Linked DNA regions of Manis pentadactyla: region 2 is linked to region 1. Evidence: chromatin contacts called from public Hi-C data. All regions are on one chromosome and are shown on one strand. Each heading gives the region's core, a stretch centred on a gene start, on an enhancer-like site or on the middle of the called end of the contact. The rest is flanking DNA. Distances are from core to core; before and after follow the strand shown.

Region 1 (5,475 bases), core at 1,315-3,814:
TGGCCATTCCTTCCTAAACATCCCTCTTGCTTCGCTGGCCCTGGTGCTGTCCACCTCTGTGACCTGTAGGTCTTCCTCTCCGTCCTGGGCTTCCTCTACCCTTTTCCTTAAATGCTGCTGGGCGCCCTCCCGTCTTCCTCCGCCTCTTCTGGGTGGTTCCCCTTATGGGCTGACTCCCAGGACTCTCTCTCCAGCCTCTGTCCTGTACATCCAGCTGCCGGTTAGACATCACCTCCTGAATGACCCCAGAGACCTCAGTGTCAAAATTTCCTCACTGTATGCTCATGCTCCCTAAAGTCTGTTCCTCTTCCCAGACTCCTGATCCCTGCTGAACTCAAGTTAAACACTTTGAGCTTTAACTTCGATTCTTCCTTTTCCCTCCCTTCCCCAGCATTTAGGCAGTAAATGCACACTCTCAATTCCTCCTGAAGATTTCTCCCCACCCCCCGCCTGTCAGGTCCCTGTCAGCTATCTCCTGGACTTCCGCAATCACCTCACTGTTCTCCGCACCTCAAGTTCATCTCCCGGCCTCCCTGTTCATCTCCCAAATTGTCATTCGCCCACGCAGCTGCCAGAAAGATCTTTGAAAATGTAGATCTATTTATGTGGAGCCTCTGCGGAAAATCTCCTTTGGTTCCCCATCACCTACAGGATCAAGCTGAAGCCCCGAAGCCTCTCTAAAGTGCCCCATTTCTGCTTGTTCTGCCTCATCTTCTGCAACTCCCTGGCGGCCTCTACTCCATCTCTCTCTGCTGACCCCTGCAGATTGTTCTAGACAACCTGTGCCTGGCACCCATCCGACACCTCTTCCCATAGGCCTCTGCTCCAGGACTTCTTTCACCCTAGTCTCTCTCCTCCACAATCCCCTCAAAAGCCTCCTCCTTGGAAAATGTCACTTTTCTTTGTTGTGTTCCTCCACCATCCTGCCAATACCTTTAGAATATATCCACTTAGTTTCTAAGTATTCATTTGCATCTTCTCCCTCCTACCTTCAAGGAAAAACAAGTATCTTATTGTTGTTTATCTCCCATGCCTAGCACTGCAGCAAATAGTGGATACTCAGTGAGTGTTTGTGGACTGAAGGATGGAAAGAAGCTGGTAGGCAGGCAAGAGATTGGGAAGAAAGACGAGAAGAGCCAAATTAACGTCATCAGAATAGCTGAGGAGATGATGGAAATTCAGATTCCAAGGCCCTGCCCCAACCCTTCTGAATCGTCATCTCTGGAGGTAGGGCTCAGGACTTGGCCTTTTTCATAGGCCTTCTTTAAGTGAATCTTGTGACTCTAAAGTTTCAAACCACGGACAAAAGGGACTCTAGTTCTAATACTGCAGAAGTTCCGTTATTTAAGAATCTGACCCAGGGTCAAATACTTTAGCAGAATTAATTTTTAAGATAATCTAATTACGGCATCGATTATGGGCATGGAGGTGATAATTACAGAAAAACGGACTAAAGCACATGTGGAGACTGAAAAACACCAAAGAGAGGCCAGTGGCCACCTGAGGCCCTGCAAAGGCAGTTGGGTACAAGGCAAAAGGAGGCAGCGCTCTGATTAACAGGTGGTGTTCTCTCCGACAAGCCCTCCCGTTCCCCCATCTGAAAACTGAGGGGGTTGCGGCAAGGTCCCTTTCCGCTCTAATGTTCTGTGAGTGGCCATCTGAGGACAGGAAAACTCACCACGTATGGGTAACCGCTCAGAACGCTTCTAGACTTGCTGTATTACCGGGAGATTTCTATCCTGGCAAAAGATGACTACAGAGGGAGCGGGCCAAAGGAGCACCGGCGGGGCCACTCTGTTATAATGAGATTATGCCAGAGCCATTTTGGTTTATGAAATTAATACAACAGCGCTAATATATTACTGAGAGCCGCGAAGGCCCAGTCTCTCCAAAGAACGCCAAACGAACTGCAGGCATCTTCTCCTTCCCCTTGACCACTGGCCCACAAGGAAGCAGGAAGGAAGGGGCTGCCGCCCTGGCACACTGGGCCCCGGGGCGAGGGAGTGCCCGGGGCTGGCGGTAGAGGCAGGGTCTCCTGATGTGAGGTCAAGCCCGAGTCTGCCCTGGGCAGCTCTGGGCTCGGGGAAGAGACAGCCCTGGCCATGTAGTGGCGGAGCGGAAAGGACGGCGCTGCAGGCCGGGCCCGGGGCCTGGCCACCCTCCTCAGGGCCCCCCACTCCGCACCTGTGCCTGCAGCGGAGGGAAAGGCCAGCGCCCGCCCTGCCCAACCCTGCCCTCCGAGAGGGACTTTGACCCACTGAGGAGAAGGCGGGAGACACATTCAAACAGGCGGCGATAAACTTATTAGTCATGCCTGCTGCTCAGCCACCGCTTCCCCCCACTCTCTGCGGGCGGCCCCCAGCCCTGCCACCTTTCAAGTCGGACAACTTTAAAGAAAAAGGCAGGAAAAAAACGAGAGGGGCCAACGTACTTGATGAAGAAGACTCTGCCCCCGCGGTCCACTCCGTAGGTCCACCGGCCGGGCAAGTCCAGCCAGTCGATCTCCTCGGCCATCTCGGGGTCCCGAGCCCCTCGCGCTGGCCGGCCCCGGGCGCTGCGAGGGCCCGCTGCTCCTGGAGGCAGCGCCGGTGGGGGGCGGGGGGGCGCCGCGCGGGCCGGCGGCTCGGGCGCCCCTCCTGGGTCCCTGGCGGCGGCTCTGGCCTCCCGCTGGCGGCGGCTGGCCGCCCGCCGGGCAGCAGGGAACAGCGAGACTTAACCCTGGCCGGGCCGGGCCGGGCCCCAGACCGCAGCCGCCTGCTGCCGGGGTCGGCGCTCCCGCCGGACGGCGCCCGAACTTCAGGACCGGCGGCCGGCGCGGCGAGGACTCCTGCCGCCGGGCTGCGCCCCGCGGCGCCGCGGTCCCTCCCGGAGCGAGCAGGTGGCCGCGGCCGAGCGAGGGGCGGTGGCGCTCCGCTCGCAGCTCCGCGCCCGCACTTGAACCACCGGCGGGCGAGGGAGGCGGGGCCCAGCCGCCGCCTCGGAAGGTGATTCGCAGCCGCAGCCGCGGGTCCCCGAGTCCCGGCGCAGGGCGCGGGGAAACCAGCCTGGCTGCAGGAGCCTCGAGTGAGGAACCTGAGCGACGTGTCCAGCCACCGAACGGGAAGGGGGAAGTGGTCAGACCTGGTTCGGCTCGGTGGGAGGTTAGCGGAGGACAAAGGTCAAACGCAGGGAAGGGTGGCACGGGTATGAGCGGCAAGGCGCCCAGGAGGCCCTTCTTGCAGAGATGTCAGCCTCAGCAGGCAAGCTGGCCCTCGGCTCTCTTTCCCGGCACTTCTTCCCAGAAGCCTGCCATGACTAAGTAGAATCGGAGTGAGGCCTTAGAAACCTGCTCAGAAACCAACAGCGTTCATGTCCCTTCTCCCTAACTTGAACTAGAAAACTAAAGGGAAAAGAGGGGGGCGGAAAAAAAGAAGGGAATGTGTTCTGTACACAGAATGCAGGTTGCAAGCTTTCAATACTGGCATATGAAGAGGGTGTTGCGGGAGCCCACGTGGTCGGCTGTGTCTGGGTCTACATCAAGGTTGGGGTCCGGTCGGCTTTCCCAACTTACTCAGGACCTGCCCCTGGGCCTGCGATAGATGCACAGGTTCATTCAGTCCCTGTGCCAGACCCAAGGGAATCATTAGACAATAGGAGAGACGGCTGCCTTTAGAGGAAGCAACGCGCCACATGGCAGTTGGCAGGGATCGGTTGAGTATGCATACTCATTGTGAGCATTAGGAAGCGATTTTGATCCCTGGTCCACCTAGGTGATCCCTACTCATCCCTTCAGGGTCTACCGTGTGTTACCTCCTCCCAGAAGCCATTCCTGACTACACCAGATTTCTATGCCCATCCTTTACGTGTCATGACACCTTATTAATAACCCTGTAGTGGACTTACCTCGCTGTAAGGCAATCCTTGATGTACTCTCTGTCTCCTTCACTGAGCTGTGTGCTCCCGAGAGCAGGCACTCCATCTCATTCATCTCTACAGCCCCAGCACCTAGCTGGGGCACCCAATTAGTGTTAGACGAATGACTAATTCTGTTATAACTGGGAAACAACTATAAACACAATCCTGTACTTTTGGACCTTATGGGCCTGCCGAATATAACCATCAGCCACATCCGGGTGTGTGGTGGGGAGAACTTTCTGGAAAAGGAAACCGCCAGTGAGCCTTCCCAGGTAACCCAAATGTTCAAACTGCAGGGTGTAATGCACATACATCTGATAGGTAGTGAAGCTAGAAGATGGCTCACAGAACATCTAGTCCAAGACTCTTATTTTAAATATGGGAAACTGAGGAGCAAAGAAGGGAAGGACTGATTGAGGTCACTGAGCAAGGTGGTGGCCGAGAAAGATCTGCCCACCAGTGTCCCCACCAGAGCTCTCTCCATTGCTCTGTTCTGCCTCCAACACTGGAAATTCACTCTGCCGTCACATACAAGTTGAATCCTGTGTGCCGGCTCTAAGGCCAGTCCATTTTCCGGATGCAGAAGAGGAGCAGAAGCCCGTAATACCCAACCCTTTCCTCCCTTCTCAGATCCCATGGGTTCCTGGTCAAGAGAGCTGCATTCAACAGTAAGGAAGGGCCTCATCTGATCAGCACAGGTGAGGACCGAGGCCCCTTTGCTCCTAATTTGGGGAGGGTGGGGGGGTCAGGGGTTCAGACCCCTCTCCAGGCCCAAGCCTTGTGAAACATCTGTGAGACCCCCCAGCCCAGCCCCCTGTGATAGCTGAGGATGTGGACCGCCAGAATTGTTGCCAAGATGTCTCCAGGGAAAATATCAGCAACCAGTGCACTCCCAGTCCAACCAGAGCAACCAGTAAGGGTGGCTGCTTGGGCCGAATGTGGGTGGGAATAGGGAACAAAATGACATATATTTGAAAGTATGTATTCCACTGCTGTCTTCTTTGAGGAGTAGGGACTCCTGTTGATTTCCTCACAAGATTTTTGCCTTGTTTTTCTCTATAATCTAGCCTGGGATTCCTTGGAACGTTTACCTAGACAAGAAAAGGCCAGTGGTTGAGATTTTGAATGTTTTTTCCACTCATTTGAAATAAGAAATCAGGTTTGAAAATACTTTTCTAACTGTGATGTATCCTCACCAGTGACCTTTTATATTCTAACTCTTGTTTATCAATTATGATCAGTATTAATACTGCTTATAAGACATTTTAGCAAAAGAGCTAAAGATAATAAAGAAAAGGAGTAGAAAACTCAAATAAAAACAGCTATTGGTTCAACAATTACCTGGAAGAAGACAGAAAGGTTGATATGTTGAAATGAAAACCTTACAGGCTTTTGCAATCAAAAAAAGAAATGTACTTGCTTATTTTTCCCATGCAGCAAGTTTTACTTTACTTCTTTAAAAGGCAACAAAGCATGTGGATAAAATATATCAATAATATCTGGAAATGATTCTGATTCTGATTCTCTCATATATTTTGAGGCCTTAGTCACTTAAATATTATTATGCTTCTGGTTTAGCAA
Region 2 (5,853 bases), core at 1,872-4,371, 140 kb before region 1:
GGACGGGGCATGTCACCAGGAGTGACAGAGGTGCCTGCAGCCCACCGTCCCCATAATCCAGACAGATGGGGGCAGCACGCCCCCTGCTGGAGGTGAGCCAGAGACGTCTCAGGCTACGGAGCAGGGAACCTCTGGGAGCTCTCCAGGGTGCCACCTAGTGAGGAGGGGAGACCTCCCCACGCCTCAGAGGACCAGATTCAGCGTCCCTGGCCTTAGGGCTGACTGCTGCCACCTCCTGCAGCTCCGGGCAGCTCCCAGCCTGCTGTAGATGAAGCCCTCCGTATAGCTGGCATTAACTGAAGCCAGCTTCAGTCTTTCTTGCTCCAGAAAGCAGCAACAGTACCTCAGATCAGGACTATGGGCCCCCTGGCCTGAGGCTGTGTAGGGACCCTCAGAATACCAGTCACTTCTCTCTCTCTCTGTAAAAACATCACAAATGGACAGAAAACTTGCAAGTACAGCATAAAGAATTCCTTCTTGAGCCATTTGAGAGTAGTGACCATTGGGTATCTCATCTCCCCTTAATACTTTGGTGTGGTTTTCCTTTATTCTCTTATGCAGCCAGGATACAACCATCAAAATTGGGAGTCTCCCTTACTGTTCCCGCCACCTCATCCCTTCAATCCACAGCTAAGTTTTATTGCTCTGTTTTTTCACATGCATCTTGAAAGCTCTCCATTTCTCTCCACTGTCGTTCCTAATCCAAGCCAGCATCACCACTTTCCTGGGCTCCTGCAACTGTGTCGTTCGTTTCCTGTTTCATTCCTCTCGCCCTCTTGTCCCTTCTTCACACAGTAGCCCGGGATCTCAGAAAGCATGTAATCCAGCCTATTAGTGTACTGCCCAGACGTGATGGGGCCTAGACTCGCGTGTTCAGCGTCGTCTCCTGCCGCTCTCCCCTTTGTCCACCATATTCCAAAGGCTTAGTGTTTCCAGGAGGAGCTTTCCTGCCCCAGGGCCTTTGTTTAAGCTGTTTCCTCCCACTTATTATCTGCCTAGGGCTTGCTTATTCTTCAGGTCTCAAGACAAATGTCAGTCCCTTAGGAAAACCTGGTCCGTGCTCTGTTACCTGACCTGAATCTGGTTCCTTCATTTCTCTCTCTCACAGGACTCAGCACATTTGGGTTTCATAAACATCGGCCTGCCCCTGGCTCAGGCCTCAGGCCTCTGTGCTCTATTTTTATTCCCTGGGTTGGCAGTTCTCAACTAGGGGTGGGGAGGGGGGCGATTTTGTTCCCCAGGGAACATTTGGTAATGCCTGGAATCACTTTCGATTGTCACATCTTGGAGTGTGAGTATGCTCCTGGCATCTAGTGGGGGGAGGCCAGGGATGCTGCTAAAGTCCTACAATGCCCAGGACAGACGCCCAGAACAAAGAAAGATCCCGCAAAACTCAGTAGTGGGGACGCTGAGGAACTGCATGATGTCCTGGACCCTCACGGTTCCAAATACCGTGTAGACCCTGGCAACTCCTAAATTTCTCTCCCACACTCAGGCCTGTACCTTGAACCCCAGTCTCATGTGTAACTAACTGCCTACTTGACACTCACCCCAGTGCCTAATAGCACATCAAATTCAACGTGCCTAAAACCTAACTCAACCCTTCTGATTGCTCAGGCTACAAACACTGGAGGCAGTCTGGAGTTCTTTCTCTTACACCAGACATCCAATCTATAAGCAAATCCTTCCAGCAATTTCCTCAAAGCAGATCCAGCATTGAGCTCTTCACTGCTACCATCCTGGTCTCCACCATCTGTCACCTCAGACCTGGTCCCCCTATTGTGACTTCACCCCTCTGCAGTCTATTCTTAACCTAGCACACATAGTGATTTTTAAAAAATGTAGATCATAAAAATATAAATAGTTATAAATAACTCCTCTGTACAAAACCCTCCAATGGTTTCCCATCTTATGGAGATAACACCAAAGTTCTTACACAGCTGGGCCTTTCGGTTACCACCCTGACCTAAACTCCTACTGTTTCCCCTTTACTCACTTCACTCCAGAAACATCACCAAGTATGCTAATGCCCCAGGGCCTTTGCACAGGCCCTTCTCTCTTCCCAGAACAGCTCCCCCAGCCCTGCCCCCATGCTGCATGTCTTTCTTCCTCATTTCTTATTAAGTCTCTATATAAAAGGCACCTCTTCCTTGCAGCCTTTCCCGATCACTCTATACACAGCAGTTACCCCTCCTGCCTCGCACTGCCTAGTCTCCTTACCCTGTTTTACTTTTGTCTGGAGGATGCATCACCATCTGACATACTACATGCTGACTTCTTTATCTGTCAATTACCTGTTTTCCACTCTAGAATGTAAGCAGGGAATATGTCTGCTCCATTCACCATTGTATACTTACACCCAACACAATGCTTGGCACAAAGCAGAGACAAATTGGTTCAGTGAATGAATGATCACCTCAAGTTCACAGATAAGACACCGGGGCTCAGAGGCTTTTAAGTAATTCACCCAAAGGAAACTCACTAAGCCAGGGCTCTCTTGCCCCTCCCAGGGCTGTGGACTACCTCCTTGCCCTGTCCCCTAAAAGAAGAGCAAGGGTGTTTAGGAGTGAGGATATGGTGATTTGGGGAGGGCAGAGAAGTTTAGTTTCTGATAAGAAGGGACCCAGGGCCTTGGGACACTCTGAGGGCTTGGGGGAAACATATCTGAACCCCAGTGGCCGCCTGAGCCCACCTATGCAGCACCCCAGGTCTAAGCACCCTTAATGGGAGGGACTAGCTTGAGCGGTGACCTTGTCAGTTCCCACCAGCCCCTGGCCACCTGGGGGCCCTGAGCAGCCGGCTACCAGTGGAGGCGGGGAAGCCATACCCAGCCTGGTCCCGCGTCTGAAGGATGCCAACACAGCAGCTCCCTGCCACTGGCTCCAGAGGTCACTTCACAGGTTCCCAGAGAGAGAGCCAGGGAGCCACAGCGCCCCCGCCGCACCCTAGCCTGGATACCCCATTCCAGCCCTGCCCTCTCCACAGCACCGGCCCCCGGCACTCACTCTGCCACTCGGTGATGGAGATCATGCTGCAGGCTGCCTGGGGGGCCTTCCAGGACGACGCTGCCCAGGGCTGAGGAGCAGAGAGGACCGAACTGGCACATGCTCAGGGAAGCTGACCCTTGGTAAATTGTGAAATGGGCCTCCGGTGAATCAGTAACTTCCTCGGGCCTCTCCCACCCCACCCCCGCCCTCCATAAGGATGCTTAAAGCCGCAGGCTCCCTTCTCCCGGATCTTCCCACTGGGCGCTGCAACCTCCCACCCGCCCCGCCCACCTGGAGAAGGCAACGCCCACCTGGCCCTTCCGTGGCCCTCCCCCAACTCCCACGTCCTGAGGCTGAGTTCAGCTGCTTCCAGCAAATACGCAGAACTCGGACTGTACATGGAAGAGCTGGGATCTCGGGGTACCAGGTTCCTTGCTTAGTTTATTGGAGGCTGTGGGAAGAGTGGGGATCCGCGGCCCTTTGGAAAAGTATTAAATTCGTCTTGTAAGTAAGGTGTGCTTGCTTTGTGTTATTACCCATGCTGGACGCTAGGGGGAGACAGGTAATTGAGTAAAACCTGTGGTTGACAGTCTCCTGGGAGAAACAGATTCTGTTAAATCAAGGGCAAAATCTTCCCAGGGCAGTCAGACACAAAGGGCTTTACCCTCCTTTCCCTCGGTAGTGCCCAGCTTTGGATTCTGAGGTTGAGTTACAGAGGATGAAAGATGAATTTGGTCTTGCAGTAGGGCTGGACGGGTCAGGAAGCCTGGCTCTGGTCCAGCTATCAGCTGCATAGACATGGGTACATCCTCGCTGCCCTCTACAGGCCTGAAAAAAGAGGGGGCAGACAGTTCCTCACCGGCTCTCTCCCCTTGCAGAGCAGGGCTTCCCAACACCACTAGAGCCAGCACCCCCTTTGTAATGTCCCTTCTGTCCTGAAATGAAGTTCATAGATGATATCACCAATCTACATATACTATTTTAAAAACTGCAAATAAAATTGCACTAAAGGGGGAAAATAATTTAAAACACAATGTTTCTCAATCTGTAAGTGCTCAGGCAAGACTTATCAGAGGACATAAATGAAACGGGTGGACTGCGTGTACCTACCTATAAGAGAAATAGACCAGAGCCATTACATACAAACAAAAAATCAGAAATATCCATCCTCCTGATAAAATGGAAGAGTTGTAGGAGGTGAACACTAGATAAAAAGTGTTAAGTCAGTAATAACAGAGATGTACTTGTATATAAAAAGAGAAAGAGGGAAATAATCTTAATGGAAGCATGGATACCAGAGTGGGCAAGTTAGAGGTGGCAAAGGAGGAAGAGAGGGGGGCAGCCGGGGGGCACCACGGAGGGCTGAATGGCAGGGGCTCTGCTGATGGAGCCCGCAAAGGTGGGGGCCTGGGGACACCCTCTCCCTCTTGCCCATCACAGCCCTGAAGGCAGCCAAGGGGTCTATACAATGTCACCACCACGTCCTCACATTTGCAAATGAATTTGAGTTTTCAAAGTGTGTTTCATCCATTTTCTCATTTGGCTTCCTTGAGAGCTCCATGGTAGTAACAACCCCACTTCACACACGAGGGAACTGAGACTCAGTGATTTAGTGAGTTGTCTAAATTGTCGCACAGACAGCAAGGGGCCAGGCCAGGAGCTGAGCAGACATCGCCTTCTCTCTCTGCAGCCTCAGCCTCCGGTGAGCCAACTCTGCACAGGCCGCTCCGGATGAGGCAGGTGTGGTGCGGCCCGGCTCCCTGGCAGAGGCAGTCTGAGGCGTGCCTGCCTGCCTGACCCCAACACACCTCCCTTCGAGAGTAAACACACAGGCTACAGCACCACTCCTGAGAGGGCATTCTGCTAGCTGATAATTCAATTACATTTTCTGTCTACCGTGCCCTTTGCCAACTCCAACCTGGCTGGATGAGACGGCTGATCTGGGCCAGGAGGTGGGGTAGGCAGAGGGTGCGGGCGTCATCCCTGGAGAGAAGCCAGCCTGTTTGTGGCACAGCGACACCCAGTGGTGCTCTGGGCACCCACGTCCCCCCTCCTCTGCAAGCCACTGGCTCTGGCCCACAGGGGTCTGCAGAGGGAGACCCGGGCCCCGGAAGTTGACAAGTTGTCTCGTGCACCTCCTCTGGCCTCAAAGGCTTCTGAGTGGAGCCTGCATCTGGTCCCAAATCTGATTCACAAAGGACACCAGGGTTTATAGCTCTCCTGGGACCATTACAAAATTCAAAATATAGTCACTTCATTTGTAAAAAATGAAAACCCAAAACCAAAGAATATATCACCATCTTTTCAGGGATGAGAACACATGTCCAGAATTCAAAATCAGCCATTAGAATCAGAACAAAGCAAACTCAAGAATTAGGAGCTTGCCTTCCCATTTCCTCTCATGTTCCCTTCTTTGAACCAATAATGTCTCCACGTCTCCAGACTCTGTGCAGAATCTCAGCTGAGACCTGCCATTGCCCTGGGCTCACTTGCTCTGCACCCCACCCGCAGAACTTATGGGGCTTCTTGACTCTTGCACAGAAAGATTTCAAACTGAGAAGCCCTCGTAAAGTCCTTCGCAAGGAACGTCAATAACTGGTAACCACCAGCACCTGCCATGGGAACTAAACTAAAGGCACTAAGCCTGGACAAGAATAACTCAGGTGGTCTGATGCCCCCCGTCATATACATTCTTGTACCCTAAAGTGGGAATACAGAGCATTGTGCAGTAAGCAAGGAGAGCTTGCTTACTTTTTTTTTCTCCTAGAGTCCTAGCCTCAGTCTTACAGATGAATCGGGAGGCGATTCCAGGGCCTGAAGCACCTGATACTTCCATTACACAGGACCTTGGGACCTGCCTCGATGT

What was found. Hi-C and Micro-C count contacts between places; a contact is called where the count stands out from the background.
Region 2: a Hi-C map of fibroblasts shows a contact between it and region 1, with 2.5 times the contacts expected there. The contact joins the promoter of GOLT1A here to the promoter of PLEKHA6 in region 1. A contact is called at or near these places in 2 of 3 Hi-C or Micro-C datasets (blood and fibroblasts).

What each region holds. Positions count from the first base shown.
Region 1 is chr9:123,317,659-123,323,133 of mManPen7.hap1, reverse strand. It overlaps PLEKHA6 (pleckstrin homology domain containing A6), which reads right to left and starts at 2,564. Exons shown (of 29, transcript XM_036909653.2): 1 at 2,432-2,564. The coding sequence starts at 2,514.
Region 2 is chr9:123,454,195-123,460,047 of mManPen7.hap1, reverse strand. It overlaps GOLT1A (golgi transport 1A), which reads right to left and starts at 3,121. Exons shown (of 5, transcript XM_036909667.2): 1 at 3,006-3,121. The coding sequence starts at 3,030.